2 separate regions of the Rattus norvegicus genome follow, and region 1 is linked to region 2. Evidence: chromatin contacts called from public Hi-C data. All regions are on one chromosome and are shown on one strand. The core of a region is the stretch at or near the end of the contact, and the rest is flanking DNA. Distances in the headings are between cores, read along the strand shown.

Region 1 (6,308 bases), core at 1,339-3,838, 270 kb after region 2:
TGAGCTGTCGGGCCCAGCTTGGTATTGGTCTTTGCTCCCAGACTCTGTGCCTAGGCCTGGGGGAGTAGAAAGTTCCTCGAGCAGGATTCCCACCCTGGTTGCCCAGATTTCCCAGTTCTCAAAGACTGTCTGCAAGTGGGGACAGTTATTCCGACCCATCAGGGTTGTTGGGAGGACCAGGGGAGACTGTTGATGCCAACACATTTGTGGACGATGAGGTGAGGCTCTCCATAAACGCAGGGCGCCCAGTGGCATGTCTGATGAAAGCAATAGATCACTGTCTACACAGATGGCAACAAACCAACCCCAACCCTGCGGTCTCACGGCACGGACACCTTGGCAATCTAAGTCCAGAAGAGGCCATGCAGACCTTTAAATCCTATGGCCTCTGTGCCTTTCTGGCACCCCAAAGCTTAGGGCGGAGGTAGAGCAGCCCAGGAATTTATTATCCTTCCATAACGTTGAGCTTCCCAAATCCCCATGAAGCCCAGGAATGATGTGACGGCAGGGTGTGTGGGCCTACTGGCACCAGGAGCCCCTCTGTAAATCAAAGTCTCACTTTTGCTGGCTGCTGACTGCTTTTTCCAAGGTGACCTGGAAAAAAAAGGGTGGCCATTCGCGTAGGGGTGGTGTCTGCCTTTGACATGGTGGCTAAAAAAATGGCTAAAGAGACCAGTTCTCTAGAAATACTGCCTGGAGGAGTTACAAAGAAATGACAGTCTTCCTACAACCTTGGCCCACTTGGGTGGCCCCAATGGTCCCTTGGGTAGCCTAGAAGAAACTATCCCAGCCCTGAGCCAGGCCCCCTAAGAAGCCAAGGTAACCTTGCCATCTGTTGCACAAGACAACCATGCTAATCATAATCAGCTGGCACAACTCCTACTGATTCAGGCAAGGACACCATAAGTCAGAAGTGATGAAAGAGTTGTCAAAGGTCACATGGCCTTGAGGGGAGCAATCTAGGTAACCCCAAGGGTTCAGGACTCCCCACACCCTTTTTAATGAGGCCACCTGGCAGGGAAATCAGAATCAGGGTGAGTTCTCAGAAACTTGGCCTCATCTAACCATTCCTCCTGTCATGGTAATTTCTCCAGTGGCTTCTAAATGATGGGAGTGAGGAAACCCAAGACTATAAACAGTGCCCTCCCTCTGCCAAAGGTGAGCGGAAAGTAATAAACTCATTCCTCTGGTAATTGGGACCAGCAAAGTCACTGGGTACCTCAAGAGATCAAGTGACTTGGGATAGCAAGATCACACCTGCCCAAAGTGGTCAAATCCCCAGTCAGAAGGGCTCTGAGAGAACCCATTAAAAGTGCCAGAAAAAAGCAGCTCAGGTGGACTGGAGAGATGGCTCATTGGTTAAGAGAACTGACTGTTCTTCCAGAGGTCCTGAGTTCAGTTCCCAGCAACAACATGGTGTCTCATAACCATCTATAACAGGCCCTGTTCTGATGTGTCTGAAGGCAGCTACAGTATATTCATATAATGAACAAGACTTTTTTTCTTCTTCTTTTTTTTTCTTTTTTTTTTTTTTTTTTTTTTTTTGGTTCTTTTTTTCGGAGCTGGGGACCAAACCCAGGGCCTTGTGCTTCCTAGGCAAGCGCTCTACCACTGAGCTAAATCCCCAACCCCTTTTTTCTTCTTTAAGCAGCTCAGGTGACTAAGAAAACTGACAAAGCAAAATCTGAGGACACAGCTGGGTTGGTAGAGTGCTTGTTGTCCAGCACGTACTACCAGGCGTGGTGACACACAGCTATAATCCCAGCTCTCGGCAGTTCTTTACCTACGGGAAGATCTGAAGTTCAAGACAGTGGACAGCCTCTGTCTCCTTGGTGTCCAGCCTAAGCTGCATTACTCCTCTGTCCTATTGTCATCTTCCTCAAGGTTAGAAAGGAATTATGTGAGCCATTAACTCACTTACCACAGCACCCCAGAGCCTGGCGCCAGCCACACAGCAGGTGCCCTTTTTGATTGCTTTGGTTTTGTTTTTGTGTGTTTTAAGACAGAGCCTCAAGTATCCCAGATAGCCTCCACCTCACTAAGTAGCCAAGGATGAGCTTGATTCTCCTACTGCCTCCACATGCCAATTTCTGGGATTCCAGGCATGCAACTTACGTACATATTTATGAATAAATGAATGAGCGACACCTTTGACATTCATTTTTGTGACCGCCTCAATCGCTCGCCAACTGTCTCGCTCAGAGAGGGACTGACGGGTCCTCTAGCACAAAACTGATCAGACAAGAGTCACAGGTGATTGACAGACACGACTGCAAGTAGAGAGGGATTAAAATCACAGCCTTCAGCAAACTAGGAAAGACCCGCCCCTCCTGGCCTTTGCCCCACCCCTCCAGGCTACCTTCCCTCTTTCCCGCTGCTCCGACTCCAGAGGTCACCTTAGGAACATAGGAAGCCCAGTGGGCATGCGCCCTACTGGCCGCTACGGCACACTCGCACTTCCTGTCCGTTTACTCGGGATACCGGAAGCTGCCTTCCACTCGTTGGCTCTTAGGCTGCTAGCGGACCTCAAGGGGAGAGGCCGGCTTCCCACCGCGGTGTTCGACGGGATGCCGGAGGGTAAGGGGTGGGGCTGACGTCAGGAGCCAAAATGGCGGCGGTGGTCGGGGTCTCCTTGAAGCGCGGCTTTTCGGCTACGGCTCTCGGCAGAGTCGGCCTGCAGGTGAGCCCCGGAGCCGTAGTTCAGTGGGGAACCGTGCCGGTCACCGAGGCTGCCTGGGTGGAGAGTCCGCGGAGAAGCGGAAAGAGCCCGGGTCCAGGCCTCAGGAGAGGACTTACCAGCTCCCTGCCCCTGAGCATCCTTTCAGATAGCCAACCCGCGCTTCTCCCAAGCTGGAGAGTCGCGGCCGGGAGGAGGTTGGAAAAGATAACGGAAAGGCAGAGGTCAGGGAGGACAAGCGAATTGGTCAAGGTCATATGATGGGCGACCTGTTGTTGGAACCCAGAATCAAATCCTGATATTTGCACTCGACCAACCTTGTGTAAAAGGGAGGCCTGCGGGTTGTCTGGGACGGGTCCCGGGAGACCAGGTCGCAACTCCAGATTAGGCTGTTCTGCATCGGTAATGTCGGAGACCGCTGAACTCTGGAGGACAATGCACTTGACCCGCAGGGAAAGGAAGACATAGAAGAAAACGACCCAACCCCTGAAAGATGCGGACTGTAGAAGTTTGCAAGCAAGACCCGGTTCCCTGAAGTGTGTTTATTCAAGGGTGTGTAGCGGCACTGATCTCATACGGATGGCATGGGATGACAGACAGAGCCTGGAGCTGCTTTTGTTAATACTACTGTAGTGGCTCTGTCATAGGTCTCCCCACACGCCCTATCCTCGGGAGCTGTACACAGTGGAAGCACTTAGAAAGGCGAGAGAAACTGCCTCTCCTTAAAGATTTACAAATACCATTCAGTCCTCTTCTGGGCTCCTGGACAGTCCTTCACAGGTGGACAACAGGAACTCCGAGAGAGACTTTCTTAGTGACTTAAAACCTGAGCGCCCCCCCCCCCTTTCTTGTAAACTGTAGATCGTGGGCAGGTTCTTTTGTGGGTTGTTTTTTGTTTTGTTTTGTTTTGTTTAGATGTTTCCATTTGTACGTAGGAGTTATGTATAGGCACCATGCGTGTGCCTGTGGAGAAGAGGGAGCCGTATTTCCTGGAACTGGAGTTACAGGTGGTTATCAGCCGCCATGCGAGTGCAGAGAACTGAACTCTGCTCCTTCCAAACTGCTAGGACAAATCTCCAGCCTGTGACAGTGTTATTGTTTTGCTTAGGTTTTGGCTTTTTGGACAGTGTCTTTATGCAACCCTGGCTGTCCTGGAACTCAGAGATCCTCCTCCTTCAGCACATGGGAGTAAATGCTGAGATGAAAGGTGTGGACCTGTGCATCTCTGCATACACACCTATCATAGCAGCACTCGGGAGGCTGAGGCAGCGAGATCAGGAGTGTAAGGACATCCTCAGCCCCATATGGAGTGCAAGGCCAACCTGGGCTACTTGGGACCCTGTCTCAACAACAAAAACAGACAGTGCCTACCAGAGCCTCAGGCTGATGTCCCAAGTATTCAGTTAATGATCCTGTTTTGGTTGTTGAGAATTTCATGCATGACTACTGTATTTAAATTTTTTCCAATCCCCTCTCTCCTCCCATGCTCCCTCCCTTTCAAACTCATGACTTCTTTAATTAGCATGGCTAAATATATACGTACACAATCTCTTTAAGTGCATTTAGTGTTCCTTATGCATAAAGTGTTTAGGGCTGAGAACATGGGATCCTAATGACACCAGTTCATGCAAGCATGAATGGGAGAAATTTCACCAGGCCCCACCCCTAATTTAAAAGCTACAGCAATCAGTGACCGCACAAAGGGGGTGTATCAGTTTTCTTGAGGGAGGAGCCTCCTGATAGGTTATCCAGTTAATAATTCCGGGTGACCTTGTTTACTGTCCTCTTTCTACATTGCAGAGGCAGCAGTGAGGTTATGAGAGCCTCACTGTAAGGAGTGAGTTCTCAGGCTCAGGCGGGGCATTCTAGAACGAAGTGAAGAAGAGACTGGTTTCAAAGGTCAGCATTAGGATTTCAGGAGAGGCCCTTACCCACCTTTCTAGGGTAGTGAGAGTAAGAGAGGCCTCCTCCCTGTGGGAAGGTATATTTGTGCTCAAAAAGCCCCGTCCTGAGCTTGCTGTGGACTTTCCGTTCTGGTTCCAAGTCTCCTGTGATTGCTGTGAACTCATGGGAACAGATCATTTCCTGAGCTGTGCCAGTAGTTTGGCCTGCTCCTTGTGAAGTGGGTATCCATACCACCCTCCCCTTCGCAAAGGGGGAAGTGAGATTAGACTGGAGGAAGTGGGATCAGACTGGTTAAGAGATTCTCTAAAGAACTCGCAGCTTGAAGGTAACAGGGCTGGATCCCACTAACACACTTCAGATACAAGCCTGCCCCTTCCTTGAGTCTGTAGGGTTGGCTTTGCCTTCTTACCTTTGCCCACCTTCCTTCCTGGTGGCCGTGTCATATGTCTAGCTTCAGGCCTGCCCCTGCGGAAGATAGAGGAAGTTCATCTTCTCCAGGATTATCTAGAGACGTTCTTCCTTCGTGGCACAGTCACTGGAGTCATAGATCGAGGGCCAGATGTGTTCACAGTCTCCACTCCCATGGGGAACCTGGCATATAAGTTGCTGGACAGGGAGGGAGAGAGAGGAAGGAAGTCTCACACTACAGCCCATCTCCCTGTCTGAGCGGCCTTTTTTTAAAAGCAAAGGGTTTATTAGGAAAAGCTCTGAGAGCCGAGGAGATGGCTTGGTGGCTGAAAAGGCGTGTTGGTCAGATCTAATGACCAGAGCCCTGTCCCTAGAACCCACATGAAGGCAGAAGGAGGGAACCTACTTCAGAGTGTTCCTCTGCCCTCCACATGAGCACATCCTCGCCACCGACACCATGCACACAATCCAAATGCATTTTTGTTTAAAAAAAAGTTTTAATATAGATTTAAGCACAGACATTAGGGGAGAGGGAAAGACCATGAATGTACACAGGTTTCTCAAGAGGAGGTTGCTCATTCTCCTTCCTAATACCAGGGTTCAGGGCAGGCTAACAGGACTCCTTGGGCCAGCATACCACGTGTCCTGATGTCCATCCTGTCTTTCCTCATTTGTTCACCAAGGCCCTCTGCTAATTGTCCCCTCACCGATTCATAGCTGTTCTCTGCCCTCATGGTTATGCAAGGTACACAAGCATGCTGTGATTCCTGCCATCTTTCTGAAAATCACAAATCTAGGCTTGGAGAGATGGCTCAGCTCTCAAGAACACTTGCTGAGTTCAGTTCCCAGCTCCCATGTCCCGTCACTCACAGCCAGCTGTAATTGCAACTTTGGCAGATCCAGTGCCATCTTCTGGCTACCTCAGGCACCTGCACACATGGCATATACTCAGACACACACACACACACACACACACACACACACACACACACACACACGGCATACACGAGAATAAAAATAGGCTGGTGTGGTGGTATACACCTTTAATTCCAGCACTCATAAGGCCATGTAATCAGACCTCTGTAAGTTTGATGCCAGTCTGCTCTACTAGCAAGTTCCAGGATAGCCAGGGCTGGATATAAGACCTTGTCTCAAAACAACAGGACTAGCTGATTCCTAGCCATGGAAGGTGGATGCAGAATTGGCTGTTTAAGGTAATTCTTGGCTACATAATAAATTTGAGGCCAGCCTGGGCTATGTGAGCCTCATCTCAAAGTAAATAAATATCCTTGATTGATTTCAATCTGACCCTAGTCCC
Region 2 (6,234 bases), core at 3,733-6,232:
ATGCGGCACGGGCCTGAAGCTGCCTGCGGGAGAATGGGAGAATGCAGGAGAATGCTTGGAGAATGCTCCTTGGATTGGCTTAAACCATAGTGCTCACTGGGTCAGCTCCTGGGTCCTGATTCCTTTAGCTGAGAGCTTCTTCCCACACAGAAGGGAATGAAAACCTCAGGGATGAACACAGTCAGTGGGCCCTTCCTTGGGAAAAGTGGACAACCAGGGGGCATTTCTCGGGCCTTTGGAAGCAGAAAAGGCTTCTGGGATATCTATCACGACTACCTGGCTGTTTCCACTTTTGCATTTTTCTTTCTTGTACTTTTTTTGGACACAGGGCCTCCTGTAGTTCAAGCTGTGCTATGTAGCCAACGATGACCTTGAACCCCTGATCTCCCTTCCTCCCCCTGCTGAGTACTGGCATTACAGTGAGGCATCACAGTGTCCAGCAGTTGCTAGCCAAAGGTAAGAGGGTCTATGATGGATTTGAGGCCAGCCTCGGGGTACATACGGATTTAAAAAATAATGATGATGAGGGAGCCAGAAAGATAGCTCGGCAGTTAAGAGCACTCATTCCTTTTCCGAAGGACCCAGATTTGGTTCCCAGCACCCACAGGGAAGCTATAGTCCCAGTTCCAGGGAACTGTCGCCCTCTTCTGGCCTCCGTGGGTACTGCACACGTTTGGTACACAGCCTTAAAGGGTAGAAAAAAAAAAAAAACCCTCCCTATACATAAAATAAAAAATGGGGGCTGGAGAGATGGCTCAGCGGTTAAGAGCACCGACTGCTCTTCCAGAGGTCTTGAGTTCAAATCCCAGAACCACATGGTGGCTCACAACCATCTTAATGGGATCTGATGCCCTCTCTGGTGTATCTGAAGACAGTAACAGTGTACTCATATATAATAAATAAATAAATATTTAAAAAAAAGATCAGCCAGGTACGGTAGCACACACCTTTAATCCTAGCATTTGGGAGGCAGAGGCAGGCAGATCTCTGAGTTCAAAACCGACATGATTTACAAAGTGAGTTCCAGTCAGCCAGGGCTGCATAGTGAGACCATATCAAAATAAATAAATAAGTAAATAAATAAATATTTTTTAAAATGCAAAAAAACCAAAAAAGGCAAAAAAAGCAAACAAAAAATTTCTGTTTGCTTTTATTTTTCAAATATTTACTAACTTTAATTTACATACATGTGTGTGTGTATGGGTGTGTGTGTGTGCGCATGTGTGGTGTAGGGGAATATTTTGTCTCCTTGTATGTATGGGCACCACGTGCATGGGGCAGCCACCATGTGGGTAGAGGAAGAGACAGGCATGCTTTTCACTTCTGTGCCATCCCTCCCACTGCCTGCAGTTTCTGTTTTAGTAAGTTAGTTTCTAAGAAACTCCCAAGGGATGCTGACGCTGGTCCCAGGACCACATCACCACTTCCTGCCCTGGACTGAGAGGCTCCATTCTGCTTACCAGTCAGCTGTGCAGCCCTAAGACATTGAAGGGCTTCTGGGCTTGGACTCTTCTCCTGGGTATTATTTAGGTCAGCAAGCAAATGTAGACGGCTTCCTGCACGCCAGCTGCCCTGGCTGCTCCCTAGATAAGGGCGAGAGAAACCACAGGCTGAGCCCAGGATGACTGCCAGGCTGGGGACTCAGAGGTCCAACTGTAACATTTAAAGACCTTTTGGATTCTAGAATTCCATGACTCACTGTCAGAAATAGAACAGTTTTTTTTAATTAAATTATTTTTATGGGTATGGGTGCTTTGCCTGCATGTATGTCTGTGCACCATGTGGCGTGCATTTCTGGTGCCCAAGGAGGCCAGAAGAGAGTACTGGATCCCCTGGGACTGGAGTTATAGATAACTGTGAGCCATTGTGTGGGTGCTGGGAATTGAACCCAGGTCTTCTAAAAGATCAGTCAGTGATCTTAACTAACGAGCATCTTTCCAGTCCCTAGGACAGAATCTTTATCTCTTGACTCTTAGGACAGGGATGCTACTTCCCACAGATCTGGGTGTACAGAAATGTTAAATTCAGAAGGAACCCCAGATCCATGTTGCCATTTTACAGATGGAGGAAACCAGACAGGAAGCCAAACTGTTGGCTACAGATTAACCAACGGCCTTTCCAGCCGTGCTTGCAAAGGCAGTGTTAGGTCTCAAACCCAGGACGGTCGGCCGAGCGAGTTCCAGAACAGCCAGGGCTACACAGAGAAACCCTGTCTGAAACACAAGCAAAGAAAGTTTGTTATTAGTGTGGTGGGTACACCATGCTTGTGTGTACAGACGCCATGGCTTGCAGACGTGTTCCAACGGCTGGTCAGCATGCGCGCACTGCTGAGTGGCAAAACCTTTCCCTGTTGAGCCACCTTACCTGCCCTGTCTTAGCCTGTGTTAGTTTTACAGATTGATTTTTAGTTTTTAAATGTATGTTTAAGGGAGATGGCTCAGCGATTAAGAGCACTGACCGCTCTTCCAGAGGTCCTGAGTTCAATTCTCAGCAACCACATGGTGGCTCACAACCATCTATAACAGGATCTGATATCCTCTTCTGGCATGAACCATGGAGAACATCAACAAAATAAATAACCAAGGGGTTGGGGATTTAGCTCAGTGGTAGAGCGCTTGCCTAGCAAACGCGAGGCCCTGGGTTCGGTCCCCAGCTCCGAAAAAAAGAATAACCAAACAAATAAGTAAATGCATTTTAAACATGTGTTTGAGTGTGCGTGCACGCAAGTGGCAGTATTGAATGGCCTGGAGCTAAGAGTTACAGGCAGTGGTGAGCTGCTAAGAGTGGAGTGTTGGAAACCAGAGTCTGGCCCTCTGCAAGAGCAGTAAGCGGGCTTAACTGCTGAGCCATCTCTCCAGCCCCTATGTTGTTTGGTTTGCTCTTAAGGGTATAAATACCGGGCTGGTCTGAGGTCCACTATGTAGCCCAGGCTGGTCTTCAGCTCTGCAATCTTGTCTTAGCCGGCTGAGTGGTAGGATTACAGGCGTGTGCCACTGGACTGGGTTTATTCTTTACTTTGGGGTGTGCTTGGGGTTGAACCCAGAGCCTCTCACAAGCCAGGCAGGCCAAGTGCTTTCCTGAGGATTCCCCAACTCTATTTGCTTCTTATATGAGCTCTCTGTATGCTGTCCAAGCTCCGTTCAAACGTATGACCTCCAAGTAACTGGGACCACAGCACTTCATACCACTGTGTCCACATTAATATAATACAATTATTCATGAGGTCTGTTCTGGCTTTTTGTGTTTGTTTGTTTGTTTGAGGATTCATCTCTGGAGCAAGGGGTGTGCATCGGTGGTGGATAATGTTTGCCTGGTGTGTAAAAGCTCCAGATTTGATTCCCAGCGTCTTATATACGGTGCATATCTGCGATCTCCGTACTCCAGAGGTCAAGACTGGTGAATCAAAAGCTCAAGGTCATCCTTGGTTAAATATGAGTTCAAAGCCAGCCTGTAATACACGAGCCCCTATCTAAAAACAAAACCTAAGGATTGCATTTTTCTCCGTGAGGGTGACATTGTATATATACATGAGACCACAGACCCCTTGGACTACGATGGGAGCTTTCTGTGGTCCACTCTCTGGGAGGGGCCCTGGCTACCCCCCCCCCCAATTTAACCTTATTAAGGAGCAGCAGAGACTAACAGTAAGATCGCCTGTATTTCCACCTACAAATGGAAGCCGGGCAATTGTGCCCACATAGAATTTGCTCTCATCTCCTCTTCTATCCCGAGCAGTTGCTCAACTAAAATGAAGTAAAAATTCCAAGCGCAAGTGTAGGTTGGAGGGAGCACTCCTGCTTGGCCGGGTAGGTGCACCTCACTCTGTCACACTGGTTAGTTACATAAGGTGAGCAGCAGCCGACATGCCTCGCTGATGAGTGTGTGCGCCAGCACCCCCATCTCAACCCAGGGGCATCACTCGGACTTTCCCTAGGTCTGAAATAGTGGCACCGAGGCGTGCAGAGGAAGAAAACACTTTTCTTCCGACGAAGGGGGCTGGTTAGTGGGTGTTATCCCCCCCGAGTGCTCTTCTTCCTCAGCACAGCCTCAGGAAAAACCAGTTTTGGAAGCACCACACCTTGGGTCAGATGATGCAACGTGATATTAGCGTCGGGTTGCATCAGCGGTTCTGACGCATGTGCCTTTTACGCCGGCAGAAAGCAGTATAATGGGGCAGGAGAAAGAGAGAGAGAGACTCGCTGCCTAAAAGCCTTTTAAAGGCACCCTCGGCGTTTCTAATTGGCCACACAGGGTGTTGTCGGGAGGATAAACGCCCAACCAGCCACCACCCCCAGGACAAGCTCTGGCGTGCCATTTCCTGAAACCAAGACCTGACGGCACACTTAGGCAGAATTCTTTTCTGGTTGGTTCTAGTGTTTTGTAACAAAGCATCACGGTTTAATCTCTTCAATCTTTTCGAATTGCCAGGTCTATTAAGAGGGAACTTCTAATATCTCTGAAACGCACCAATTGGTTTTCATTTTGAGTTGTTTTACATAAGTGCTTCCACACAGGCTCGTGACTTTGATCAAATAACTTAGATTTGGTTCTCTTGGACTCTCCGCCTGCCTTCAAACGTTTGGTCCTGCGCCCCCACCCCACCCCCGCCGCCCTCCCGCTTCTCGATGTAATAAAGAAACGAACTGCAAAGACCCTAGAACTCTCTAGTCCACCAAAGAAGTTGCCGGAAAAAGAAACTTTCGGTGTTAACTCGGGCACTTGAGAGGTAGAAGCAGGAGGATCGGGTTCAATGCCAGCCTGGGTTACACGGGTCAGTTTTTTAGGCCAGCCTGGGCTACACCAGACCGAAACAAAACCCCAAAGAAAAAGGAAGAAGAAACATTTGGTAGAAGAAAAAGTTATACTGAGATTCAAACCTTCCCCCTAGTACCAGCCGATCTTTCTCCAATTGGTTCCTGCACGTGGCTTGTCCGGTCCCGTGAGCTGGCCCCTCCTCAGCCTTGACCCCAGCACCTCTGGCCACTTCTCTTCCCGGGTCCCTAGACCCTGCACTATTCCATGGGATTGGGGAACTGTTTTCTCCCTCACTTCTGGCAGGTCGGATTCTTTAAATTTCTTAACTCAGCTCGCCCAGGGAACGCCTTCCTTGGTCCTGGTACCGGGTAAGTACCACGCTTTCAGTAATTTCTTAATCTTTCCTCTTACTCCGCCTTCCAGTTGGGCAGAGATCCTATTCTCCAGGTCTGTATTCTAAGCGTCTAGCACCTCTGCATCCAGTCTCGCTTGTACTGGGGGCGCGGTAAAAACGTTTTAAAAATGAAATAAGGAATTCCCATCACAAGTACTTTCAAGTCCACCTATGCTAATTACTAATTTCATAGTATGCCCCCCCCCCAGCTAATTACTAATTTCATAGTACACCAAACCTTTATGTAACTTGACCATTTGTAACAGCACCCTGCTGCACACTCTGGACACATCCACGACGAATCAAATCTACCCTGCGTCTGCCTAGGAGAAAGTTACTCAAATTGTATTCATCTTTCATTCCGATCGCTCAACGAGGGCACGTCCCTCGTTGGCTGCTGCGTGAGCAAAGCAACTATTTTCCAGCGAGTGTCCTCAGGTGACCTGTCTAGACGCTCAGAGGGAAAAACAAGAGAATCTGACACTCTTCCGAGCCCCGAAGACGCCTCGTGACGCGCAGGCCCCGCTGCGTGGAAGGGCGTGCGTGCGGAGCGCGCAGCGGCGGGGCCGAGCGGGGCCTGCGGCGTGGCGCCGGGCGTCCGGGACGCAGGCTCGGGTGGGCGGCCCGGCCGTGGGGACCTCCGGCCGGTAGGGGGCGCGCGCGCCCGGAGCCCCTAGCCGCCCGCCGCGCGCGCGCTCGCTTGCCGCCCGGCCGCACATGTGTTTCTGTTTTGTGTTGTAGCATTTGTTCTGGAAGCTCGTATTTACATTTTAAGTGTATCTGGTGAGTGGGCTGGAGCCCTCGTCCGGGCCGGGGAGAGAAGAAGCCCTCGACCCCCGTCTTTCAGTCGCTCCCCTCCTCGTTTCTCATCACTCCAACCAGGTAGGGGCTGGAAACCGTCTGGGACCAGTTTGCAGGGTCTGGGAAAGTTTTTTTTTTTCCTCTTTTTTTTTTTTTCTCTCCTCTCCTTTCCCCCTCCCCCCCGAGAAAGGTTTAAAAAAAAAAACGCTGGGGAAGGGGGGGTTGGGGAACGGAATGAATAAGAAGGGGAAGGAAGGCGGATCCACGTGGTTTAATCGGAGACA

Evidence for each region. Hi-C and Micro-C count contacts between places; a contact is called where the count stands out from the background.
Region 1: a contact with region 2 is called in a Hi-C map of liver, with 4 times the contacts expected there. The contact joins the promoter of Sdhb here to the promoter of Rcc2 in region 2. A contact is called at or near these places in 1 of 12 Hi-C or Micro-C datasets (liver) and 1 of 1 datasets of contacts at active chromatin or transcription factors (oligodendrocytes).

The regions. Positions count from the first base shown.
Region 1 is chr5:158,545,346-158,551,653 of GRCr8, forward strand. Sdhb (succinate dehydrogenase complex iron sulfur subunit B) reads left to right here and starts at 2,589. Exons shown (of 8, transcript NM_001100539.1): 1 at 2,589-2,680. The coding sequence starts at 2,609.
Region 2 is chr5:158,272,494-158,278,727 of GRCr8, forward strand. It overlaps Rcc2 (regulator of chromosome condensation 2), which reads left to right and starts at 4,983. Exons shown (of 14, transcript NM_001427820.1): 1 at 4,983-5,123; 2 at 5,891-6,031. It overlaps LOC120103022 (a long non-coding RNA gene), which reads right to left and starts at 5,524. Exons shown (of 4, transcript XR_005505069.1): 1 at 5,388-5,524; 2 at 1,461-1,583; 3 at 1-23.